Regions from separate parts of the Triticum aestivum genome. Here region 2 is linked to region 1. The links are chromatin contacts, called in public Hi-C maps. All regions are on one chromosome and are shown on one strand. The core of a region is the stretch at or near the end of the contact, and the rest is flanking DNA. Distances in the headings are between cores, read along the strand shown.

What was found. Hi-C and Micro-C count contacts between places; a contact is called where the count stands out from the background.
Region 2: a contact with region 1 is called in a Hi-C map of leaf, with 4 times the contacts expected there. The contact joins the promoter of LOC123092225 here to the promoter of LOC123092223 in region 1. A contact is called at or near these places in 2 of 5 Hi-C or Micro-C datasets (both in leaf).

What each region holds. Positions count from the first base shown.
Region 1 is chr4B:374,439,401-374,445,613 of IWGSC CS RefSeq v2.1, forward strand. LOC123092223 (probable inactive receptor kinase At5g58300) reads right to left here and starts at 2,216. Exons shown (of 3, transcript XM_044513928.1): 1 at 1,993-2,216.
Region 2 is chr4B:374,686,328-374,692,078 of IWGSC CS RefSeq v2.1, forward strand. It overlaps LOC123092225 (ABC transporter I family member 6, chloroplastic), which reads left to right and starts at 3,500. Exons shown (of 7, transcript XM_044513930.1): 1 at 3,500-3,838; 2 at 3,947-3,997; 3 at 5,610-5,751. The coding sequence starts at 3,578.

The DNA.
Region 1 (6,213 bases), core at 966-3,465:
GTTTTGCAACCAAGCCCTTTACTGAGCCTTCTTATTCACTACGGAGATGATTCCCTATGCCCCTGAAGCATTGTCAAATCACAGGATAACAAATGAATAACAGCTAATCAACACCAGGGACAAGAATTATGCATCCAAAGAACGGCGCTCATTGAAAGGCAATACAAGCATGAGATAAAAAGTTGCACAAGAAAGTAACTAAAAGTAAAAAATAAAACATAGTGGTAGGGTCGAGATGCAATGATGTAAAAGACGGAAGGCATCAATAAAGCAGAGAAAGGGGATGCAAGGAGGAAACTAAAGCTCATGAATACTGGTCTCCAAGATGAGCACATCATATCACACACAACTTTCTTGAATGGAACACCAAAGTAGGATTACCACAAACCAAATATAGTCTAGACACTAAGGCTCGTTTCCAACATCAGGAAACCACATCATGTGGCACTTTGTTGAAGTGGGCTCAGCTTAACTAAGACAGGCTAAGTATACTGTAGAGGACAGCACGCTAAAGCTCACAGTCCAATCAGTCAGATCTTACATGATTGCAGCAGCCTCATCACCAGTTTTGAGCTAATCCATTAGCAAGTGAAATCAACACACATGATGTTCATTCATTTCTTTTTCAGGATAAAAAGCGCAGTATGCAAGGTAATTGCCAATATAAAAAGCTGCTGATTGATAGGAGAATCCCACTAAACTAAATAAAGGTTGAAGGAGAAGTGACACAGATAAAGGCAAATCTGAACCAGGCTAGCCTAACTATGTGAAGTCGGGAAGCTAGGGCAGTGGCATGGAGATGCTTAGTGTGTGGGAGAAGATCCAGAGTGAGATTTGCACATGCAATTGGACCCCAGGGTTGGAGCAGCAGCATTGTTTACTCAGTACAAGATGTAGGTTAGCGTGCAACTGTTTACTGAGTAGTACTACCAAGTTAAATGTGTGGTACGGTATTTTTAATTTCATGGAACAATCGAGTACTGGCCGGTCCTCCAAAACCAATGCCGAGGACATGATTTTTCAAGGGTTCAGAGTTGACGCCTTTGCAGCCTTTAAAAGCTCATCAAAACCAGTGTCGCCGTGTGTAATATTGCTTCGTTTTTCTAGACGTTTTAGCGCAGTAGAAGTGTGGCTTTTCTTTTAAAGCAAAAGAAAAAGAATGTACTGTACAGTACTAGTGTACTACTAAAAGGCTTCATGGCATAGATGCTTTACTGCTAGTGCTAGATCTATCTATACTATTCCACCAGGAAAAAAACAAGAAATATAGGTAAGACACAGATTAAAACACATAGTCTATTTTGTTTCAAAAAGGAGGTTAGACCTCCGGCCTCTGCATTATTGTGAACATAGTCCCTTTTTTTTTGTCTATTACTCCCTCCGTAAAGAGATATAAAGACTGTAACGCTCTTATATTTCTTTACAGATGGAGTACTAGTCTGTAGAACAAATGTATAGCTAACAAATACGTTCAATTTTGTATGGCCTTCTTTTCAGCTTATAAGGGCAGTATTTTCTTGTGCAGAGCAAATCTAGCGTTTGGTATTGCTGTTGCCGGCAAGCGGCAGACTCATTATTTACTGGAAACTGTTGGTTAGCCTGGTTCCTGGTTGGGCCTTGGCAAAAAACAGAAAAACCTTGAAAGGGCAGTAATCGACTGTACAAACATAGAGTCGTTTAATTAGTGATGAGAAGCAGGGTGTTACGAGATAATAGTGGACGGGTAACAACTAGAAACGGGAATTGAGGAGCGTCTGGCCGATAAAACCGGCCATAGAGCCGCACATAAGTCGACCGTGGTCACAATTCCTTGTAGTAACTGAAAGGATCGCAGGAGGGAGAAGGAGAAGTAGAAGCAGGAGGATTCAAACCAAAACGTCTAAAAACAAGCACCTCCCTCCGTGTCCGTGGAACTGAACATGAACCAAGCAGGCGCAGAGAAGAAGGTAAGAAAAATGAGGGAAATGCAGGGGCGCAAGAGCGGTGCGGTACCTGGAGCGCGCGCGGCGGAAGGGGTCCCCGTCCGGTGTAGAGATTGCCTGGGTACGCGACGGCGGCGGCGGTGGTGCCGGTGCGAGTCGAGAGCAGAGCAGAGCAGAGGTGATGGAGAGAGGACGGAGCGTTTAAAACGAGGAGGAGCGCTGCCTGGCTGCCTGACACTAGTCACTAGGCTTGGGCCGGCCCGGATGGAGTGGAGCCGCAATAACTTTCTGCGCAGCGGCACGCTCTTCTCGCTGCCTATGCGCTTTTACCCTCGTGCCCCACCACCTGCACTGCACATGTCCCACCTAGCTGGTCAAACCCGGACTGTAACCGCTGCACGGCACTAGTCCGCTCACCAGTTTTCTTCTTCTTTTGAATTGGTTTCTCTTGTCTTTCTACCGCGCCAGCTGAGCCATACTAATACTATTTTGTTCGTTAATCTCGTGAGGCCAACTCCAGCGTACCACCTCAAACGGACGCCCGTTTGACCTGCTTTTGTTTCGTTTGAGGCGGTAATGAGGTTGTTCATGTTCGTTTGAGGCCATTGTCGTGTCGATGCACCCAACACGTGGCCACACCCCAAATCATGTTCGAGATGGACGTGATTAAAAAAACGCAAAAACTAAAATAAACGAATAAAATAAAAAAGAACATAATTGAACATCACGACCACATAATAGCCCCGTCCCACGGTTCACATAGACATAATTAACATAAAAAACAAAAGAAAATTGCCGCCTGCGCGTTCCTGTCGTAGTCTTCGCCGTCTTCTCACGCGTCGTCGTTGTCCTCCTCGTCGCTGACGAGGTCGACGTAGGCCGGCGGCATCCAGAGGTGGGACGATGGTGCCTGCTAGACGGGAGCTTGCTGGAAGGTGGGAGGTGCTTGCACCACCTCCCCCGTTGGCGACGTCTTGCGCTCCAGTGACCGCGGCGGCGTGGGGCACCAGTTCACACCCCCATGACGTCGGTCATGTCCGTGACCGTGCACGACCAGCTCCACCGCTGGCCCATCATGCCCGTGGAGCGCGGGGACGGGCTGCTGCTCCCTCATCTCCAGCTCCGGCACGGCCATGTCGCCGGCCCCAGAGAGGGCCATCATGGTCTCTAGGCCCTCCCATTGGCGCTCATCGTGCGTGTTCATGTAGTCTTCCATGACACGTTGAAGGAGCCAAGCCTCCTCCTCCTCTGTCATGCGAGGAGGTGGTGGTGGCGACGGAGAGGGCGACGGCGAAGGCGTCGGCGTGATGCCATGCACCACCCTACGCCTGCGCACTTGGGAGGGCTCGGAGCACGCGCGCGGCGCTCACGTGTCCGCCGCGGCCCCGATGAGGTGCCGACAAAGAAGGATGCGCGCCGCGTGTCATGCTTGTCCCGGAACCACGTGTCCTAGAGGTCGGAGTCGACGGCGTACCTGGGGTCGTAGTAGAGGTCGTCTGGCAGGAGACGGCGGCGGCGTTCAATCTCCCCGCGGCGCGCACGGTCGCTCGTCGGGACCGGCGGGATCGGCACCCGATCCGCGGACAAATGCCAGTTATTGGGCAGGTGCACGTCACTCCAGGGGAGCGGCCTCCTCATCTCCCAATAACGTCGGCAAACATCCGCATGGATGTAGTGCCAGTCGCGCTCGCCGACGGCCGTAAGGGCGATGGTGAATGCGGGAGGCGTGGGGGCCCTCCGTGGTGGTGATGCAGGCTCAGCTTTGACGCCGCGGCAGCGGCGGCCCGAGGACGAGCCAACCTCGTGATCGTGCGCCCCCTTGCGGCCGGTGCTCCACCACACCATGGCTGTCGGTGGCCAGCGAGCTCGAGGAAGGGGAAGGGAGAGCGAGATAGGTTTTGGGTGTCTTGTTTCGAGGAGGCTGGAGTGGGAGCGTGGACTGCGACAGGTCCACGGCTTCGCATTTAAGAAGGACGCTTACCGCGCGCCTGGGCGGATGACAGGTGGGACTGACCACGCGTGCGCATTAATGTTGGCCGGTGGGAGGTAGGCGACAGCCTACCACGCGACCACGATGCGGACGAGCGGCGCGTCCGTTTTCTGTCCGTCTGGACCCAAACCAGGCGCATGTTTACGCTTAAAATGGGTCGAGCCGGACACAAAACGGATATGATGGGTCCAATCGATCACGCGCTGGGCCATCTGATTTGTCCGTTTTACCCGAACGGGATCAGACGGGATGGAGTCGCGCTTGAGGTCTCTCTCCACCACCTATCGCTGCCACGAATAACAGGTAGCCAGGTTCAGTTTTAGTTGGTGCGTTTGGTTGCAAGGGCGGTCATGAATGGGTTGGGATCGTTCAGAAAATAGACATGTTTGATTATAAAGCACATGAATGATTCGAGCCAAAAAAAGAGAATATGCCATGAAGATGCTGAACCGTTCCACCCAACCAAATCGGTCGAATCAAATGGCCACCCTTTGCATGCATGACTATGTGAGCATGACTGGTGGTCCCGTCCTAAATAATTAGCTCACCACTTATATTCAGCCAAACACATGAATTGAATGGTTCAATCTCAAAAAAATTGAGCGGTCTCAACCCATTCATACGACACCTTCAACCAAACGCATCCTTACTCGCTAAGATTTTGCATCACCTCGTCTCAAAGCTTAAAAGCCGCGGGGGAGAAAGAAAGGATAAAGGAGCCAAGTGAAGGGGCCAAACCAGTGCAGCGCCGGACCAGACCAGCGAGTCCATACATCCCTCATCAATAACTCATCGTCTATCGGTAAATTGCGGGAGACAGACTTCAATGATGGATGACCCATCTAACTTTTTGTGGGCTGCGCCAAACTGCTGACTACTTCTGTTTTCTTATGTATTAAAAACACCATAATTTGTTTTTTGCAATATACATATGTTTGAGTGACAAACAATATACTCCCTCCGTCCCAAAGTAAGTGACTCAATTTTATACATCAAAATATTTACATCAAAATCATAGTAGCAGTCTCGTTCCTTCGATTGCTCGACATCCGCCAAAGCTTAAAAAAAATACACTGAACAAACAATAAAGGATAAGGATACCTGCAAAAAAGAACGCACTCGTCGTACATGGCTTTGAAGACCGCAACAGTCACTCACCGCGAACAACGAGATCTAGTGCCCCTGAAGGAACATCGGTCGTGCCAGCACCCATAGTGCGGGCTTGTAATCCTTCACCATGAGCCCAGAGGGTTGTAGAAACCGGACATTGTCACGGAACAAAACAAATGAAGAGGTTGAAGGTGTCGCGCCAATAAGCAGCCAATTGCTTTTCTTGATAGACACCCCAACTGTTAAGCTTCGAAGATATCAACAAATCCGAAGAGCCTAAAGAGACCTTATTCTAACGCGTCATCGCCGATGTCACTATGAAAAAAACAAAAGGAAAAATAGGACCAATTTAAACGGTTATGAAGCGGATGAGCCCTCACTCCTCCGGTCGCAAGCTTGGCCACCGGATGAAAGAGAGGAGAGGAGCCGAGATGGCGGCGTGAGAGGAAGAACCCTAGGCGAAGGCGACTCGTTGTCTAGCAAGGGAGTGTCTGGGTATGGGGGTGTTGCTACATCATTGGTATGTGCTTCAGTTGATTGAATCCATTGCTCACATTGAATGCTTTCTCTTCTTCTATGAACTGCTTTTTTGTGAAAGTAATTTGTATTACTCAAACCATACCAACACGGTCCAAGCTACAAACGTTCAAAAGAATATCCGGGCTGTGTGAAAGAAGCGCAATTAAATTTTATGATCAAGTCCAAGCTGAGAAGAGAAAAGTTGCTGAAGAAAAACGCCAGAAGGCAAGATCCAAGGCTAAGGAGACGAAATAAAATGTTGATCAACGCCTCATGGTTGTTGCCACTGGAGCAGTTCCATCGAGCCAGAGTGCTCCCGAGAAACAAGCTCCATCCTCACCACTTCTAGAAGAAGCACAACGATTTTGCTGGTGCTGATGAAGTTTTCATCCCTAAGCCCAATGCTTATGTATAAAAAGTTGAGGACATTGTTGTCTCTCACGAGACGCGTGCTGATAAAAATGTACCACCGGAGCAAAACACTCCCAAAGAGAAAGTTCAAGAAAAAACCGAGTCTGCTGGGAAAGTCATTCCGTCCCCACCGAAGAACACACCAGAAATGCCCTCCAAGCCTAGCATGGAGGAGAAAGAGACAGATGTGGGCGAACCTAGCGCTGCCCGAAAAGAATCAACCCATGTCCCATCCTCCGATGAACTTTCTCGGATAGACGT
Region 2 (5,751 bases), core at 2,250-4,749, 250 kb after region 1:
GTTTAATGGCGAGCTCTGCGGAGGTGCGTCCCAGGAAAGAGAGAAGAAGTGATGATGGGGAGTAATTACAAGGATAAATTAGCGGGGGACTAGACGACATGATTTATTTATTTATTGGTGGAAAATTGCGATGGAATTAGATTATCTTGACCGTGAGATTCAGCTAAGATCGTCAGGAGTCCACAAGTCCGATGCTTCGCTTTGGATCAGACTACTGGGTGGGAGTGTTTCTCTTTCTTAATTAGCGACTATGTGACTGCCCGTGCGTTGCAACGGGAGAACACATGTATGTACTATGTACGTGTGATATGTTCAGGTTGGTTATAATATGAAATCGTACGCTTTAAGTAGCAGAGATGCTAAAACATTCCCAATGCAAGTTATTCCATATTATGAATTGAAAACTTAAACCCATACAAAATCTATCTAAAGGAACCGAAGGAAACTAATTAAGAAGAGTGTTGATGTGTTGTCTATAGAGAGGAACGAACATGCACCGGTGGGCCCAGCAGCATGTCAAGGCAAACATCAAGCCGCAATAAATGGGCACCTTTCAATTTTTTACAATGAATGTAGCTTAAATATGGTAGAGCATATAGCAAAAGAATGTCCATTGAATTATTAACCACAATAGCAGAATATCAAACTGAAGGTGGTTTTGGGTACTTACGACGCGTGTGGTTCGGCCCAGGTAACACATTCGATTTGCTGTAACAGAAAGCACTGCTTCCGATAAATTTTACGCAATATATTCTTTGTTTGGTTGGTGCGGCCGAGGCCCGTGTTTTTCTAATCCTCTCTGCGGCGGCGGTTTAGATTCTCTGAAGTGGTGTATCGGGAACCGCTGTTCCGGAATACGTCGTGTGCGAAACAAACGGTGACTGCGGTTTTGCTAATCACTGTAATCAGAAGCCGCACTTTTTTTGCCCAACCGAACGCGTCGTTAGTTTTTCATAGAGTAAGTATTACAAAAGACTCTTGTCTAGTGAAAGTTAGTGCTCACCATGAGTCGCTAGGTTGCATACACCATCAATCTCTCTCGTATCCATGGTGTACACATCAAAGAACCTTATATGTTGTTCGATGCTTCAAGTTACCTGAAGAATATATTAGCGTCTGCAATTAGATGAGGAAAATATGCAAAAAAACTGAGAAAATAGATTTACCTCTCCATCGACACTGCCAAATAGGATAAATAGATCATGGTGGTCCAAAAACTGCACACGTTACCAATAAAACTCAATAGCGAGACCTTGAGCCTCTCTAGAAAACGATTGAACGACAGTAGCTAACTTCACCAGAAGAGGAAGACAACACTTTCGAATTGATTAGAATGCATGGCAAGTTTCCGTTGCATCCGGCTACTATAATAACATTGATAAAGTGAAATCAAACCAAATACAAGCAACTCTCCTGGTTAGGTGAGATATTGATGTGTTCTAGCCTCATTTCAATACTTTTTGCTAGACATCTTCTCCTCGGTGCAGCTCCAACGTACTCTGCAAGCAAAGCTGTCTCAAAGGCACTATGTTTGCAAGACGCCTATGACAAGTAGACCATGAAGATGGGGCAGGACGGGCCGGGGTGGAGGGCATTCTGTTGGATAGCAACGGGCCAACGACGGCCGGTGCTGACAAAGGCCGCGCCTGGGAGATGGAGCAAAGCGGATATAACCTGTTGGACGATGGCGGCAACCGCAATGCGATGGAAGAAGGCGCGAGACGGTGCGATCCAGGAGAACACTACTATGGGACGCACGAGCACCCATAGTGGCGGCCTCGTTCCGCATCTTGCTCCGGACGTTCTCGAGCTGCTGCTGCGAGACTTCCCCAATGGCGAGCTCCCATCTCTCAGCCACCCGCATGTGCCTTCATCACGTAGGTGGGCATGAAGTGGCAGCGGGCTTGCTGACGAGACATTTCTTCCCGCCGCCGTCATAATGTTAGATCTCAGTGAGCAGCGGGGCTCGGGTTTGGTATTTTTGGGCAGCGGGTAGATGGAAGCAGAAGAAGACAACCAGGGCCGGTCCTGAGATTTCCGGGGCCTGGGGCGAGGCAACACGGAGGGGCCCTAAAGCCACATAAACATGTGCATATTTTTTTCTATTTCAACTGCAAATAAATATTTGGCAGACTATAATTTATGGTGCCTTGTCTTCTTGACTATTAAGAAACTGGGGTCATAAACATTCACAGTAAAAGTCGATCTTGTCAATCCACCCTTATACTGTATATATTTGTATTATTAGGTGAATTAGTAGCACTATCATGCCTACTAAATTTTTTATCTTCCTATAGTTTTCACTAGTTATTTTATTTTTTTTATTTTTTTTAGATAGCTTACCAGGCTTGACGCCTGGTATAGTTTTCAACAACTAAAGCTAACTCCTTGGAGTTCCTAGAAGTAGAGATATTGTTTTATATTTGCAGGGAATTCGTAGAGCACTTGTATCTGCTCTGAAAAAAATGCCAACAACTCATGTGTGACTCAATTAACTCATATGCATGTTTTTCCTGAATTATCAGATGGATTTTTTTCTGGATGGCATCCGTCTAAATGAATAGTAATCTTGCTAATCAGCACGCAACATATGATACAAGAAATTAAGAATATTGCTAATTAAATAAAAGTGCTAAGAAAGGCATGGAACAAGGTACCTGGATGGCTAGAAAAATCGAAATCACAAGATTTTGCTGCTACGTCACGAACAGAAGTCCAAGTTTCTGTTTCTAATCCCAATCAATACAAGAAACTGGAGTGTGAGAAAGAGAGATGTACGAGGATAATCTTCAGGAAACGAACGATCCAACAAGAATAGAAAGAAAAATTTTGCATTGAAGAGAAGATTGATGGGAATCTGGAAACCGCATTACCTTCTTCCACTAATGGCGCCTAGCAGCCAAAAATTACAATTAGACGAGTGGGCGGGGCGTCGTCATTCATGGCAAGGCTGATTTGTTGCGGGAAGGAAGAGTATTAAGCCGAGAAGACTGCACGATGTGCTAATCCATCAATTATTTTTTGTTTCTTTTTAGAGAATCAGTCAACCTGTTATAGGAAACCAAATCAATCGGGGGGCCCTTCCTACTCGGGGGCCGGGGCGGCCGCCCCACCTGCCCCCCCTCAGGGCCAGCCCTGAAGACAACATGAGGATGTCTCGCGTGATATTTCAGGAAAGGTACACGGAGATTTCGGCGTAATTAAGGGGTTACATCAGAGGGGCGACGAGAAATGATTGATTACCGGGAAAAGAACTTGGTACGGGAGAATAAAAAAAGAAATCGGCGGGGCGGGGTGCGTCGGACGAAAGAGAACCGAAAGGGTGCGAGTGCGACGACGTAAGAGGGGAGACGGATCATTACGCCTTTTTTAGGTAGTAGAGAGAGAAGTAGAGATTTCGACCTAGTTCGGGTTTGTACCGTGGAGTTGTTAGGGTGTGAACAGGCCGGCCCAAAGAGGCCCAAAGAGGACGGCAAATACGACGCCGCTGGCCCACTACTGACCCCGTCGTCATCCGAAGCCGCCGCGAAAGAAGCATCTTGAGGCGCGCACCTGCTGCCTCGCCCCTGACCTTCCCATGGCGCCGCCGTTCGCCGTCGCCGCAGTTTCCTCCTCATCCCCTCTCTTCTCCTCCTCGTCATCCCGCCCCATCCTCCGCGGCCACCCGCCGCTGGGTTATATCTCCGTGCGGCCACGGCACCGCTCGGCTGTGGCCTCCGCCGCGGCGACCGAGTCCGCTGGAAAGCTCCTTCTCGAGGTACACGGGCTTACCGCCTCCGTCAAGGAGACTGGGCAGCAGATCCTAAAAGGCGTCGACCTCACCATCCGCGAGGGCGAGGTTCGTGTTGGGTTGGAAGAACTAGCGGCTCGTTTGGTGTAGTGCTTGATTGGGTCTGCAAGGGTTGGTGTGTTGACTTGTGTTGGGTTTGTCTGCGTGTGATAATAGGTTCATGCGATCATGGGGAAGAACGGCTCCGGCAAGAGCACCCTCACAAAGGTTAGGTCCTACAGCTCACGCGTCCAAATTTGTCTCGATTGTTACTATGAAAACCACTGAGAAATTGTTGCCTGCGTGCATTTATGTGCCTGTTTGAGATGTCTCTGAGAAATGGAGATCAAGAGGATCGAAATGGCCAAAATCAAGAGTTCAATCTGGTTTCCCTTCCAGGATATATTAGAATCAGTATTCAATTTGTGTGCTTGCCTATTTCGATGCCATTTAAGTTACACGTGCCTTCTCTAGTATGGCAACTGTGATTGGAATCTTAGGTGTTATTTGGTTTGAGGAATCAAATATTAAAATGGTGAATGATCCATACAATCCTAGGTCACTTGGTTTAATGAATCAAATGGATTTAGCCCATCACCACCTCGTCCTTCATAAGCCAAGTACGAAATGAAGAATTGGGTCATTTAACCAAATTTGATGGATCATCTAGTGATGTATAAAACCATGATGGACGAGGTGATTTTCTTGCAAGAGTTATGCCTTTTATGTCTCTTGTTTGGATGTATGGTGCATACATGAGCCTATTTTCGTGCAACCTCTTGGGGACCAAATCCAGAAGAAATTAAGGCTAGAAAGAGCCGGGTATTCCAGTTAACAGTGAGCAATCAGAGCCCCTCCATATAAAACAGCATCCACCAATCACTTGAAGTAACACCTCTGCTAGAACATATGAACATAATAGAGCTTTTTTCGACAGTGACATACAAAGTTTGCATAACAGATCATCTTAAATTCTTACAGAGAGCGACAAAAGACTACCAAGATCTGTTGCAAGAACGCATAAAGGTTCTAACCTTATCATGTGGCAAGGTTCCTTTTGGTTAACTTGTTTTCTGTTAGGACCTTGGGCTATCACTTGATTCTGCTGACCGCCATGTCCACCATCGGTTGCTCCCCTAACAGCCTAACTCCCTTCAGCAATGTTCCCTGTTGCTGCAAAGACAAAATTATTTGTAGAAAGCATCAGCAAGATGTCACAACAACTCCCCTTAAGTGACCATCTTGCTGAGAATAGGCCATAAAGACAAAAACACTGCAGTAAAGCAGATCCGTTTGACCCCTTTTGGGTGAACCAGGGACTTGTTTGCAGTTCAAAGCTTCCTTCAAACTGCTCCAGGCAAACAATGCAAATGGCCCTGAACATGGTATGCTCAGTACTTGTTTTGCAGCTTGTATTTTGAAAATACTTTAAGGAACCCATGCAACCAAGTTTGTTTTGGCATCATGTGAACTCCAAATTGTTAAAGGAAATGCTGGTGCTCATTTTGTTGCTAAAATAACCAACCAGATGAACCACTTATACAAGAAGTTTTGAAGTACCCTTGTAAGTTCAGGCCCGGTTAAAAAACACAGCCAGTAAAGTATAGTCAAGCTTGTGGTCTTAAACTTATAGGACCTGTGGAGATCAACCCCTTAAGTATTCGACGAGCTTTCTTATGTAATGCGAGCATTGCAAATTCTGTGGGAAGTTCAGCCACCATAATTGTGCAATTTAATTCAACCCCTTGCCTTGTTTGCATCTCCAAGGTGACCTGATTTGACCTTGTTCCTGGCTCTCATATCTAGACATTCAGTTGAGTGTTCTGTCTGTTTTTTACAGGTTCTTGTTGGCCATCCACACTACGAGGTAACTGGTGGTACCATTCTCTTCAAGGGTGAGAACTTAATTGACATGGAGCCAGAGGAAAGATCTCTTGCAGGCCTCTTTATGAGCTTCCAAGCGCCTATTGAAATTCCTGGAG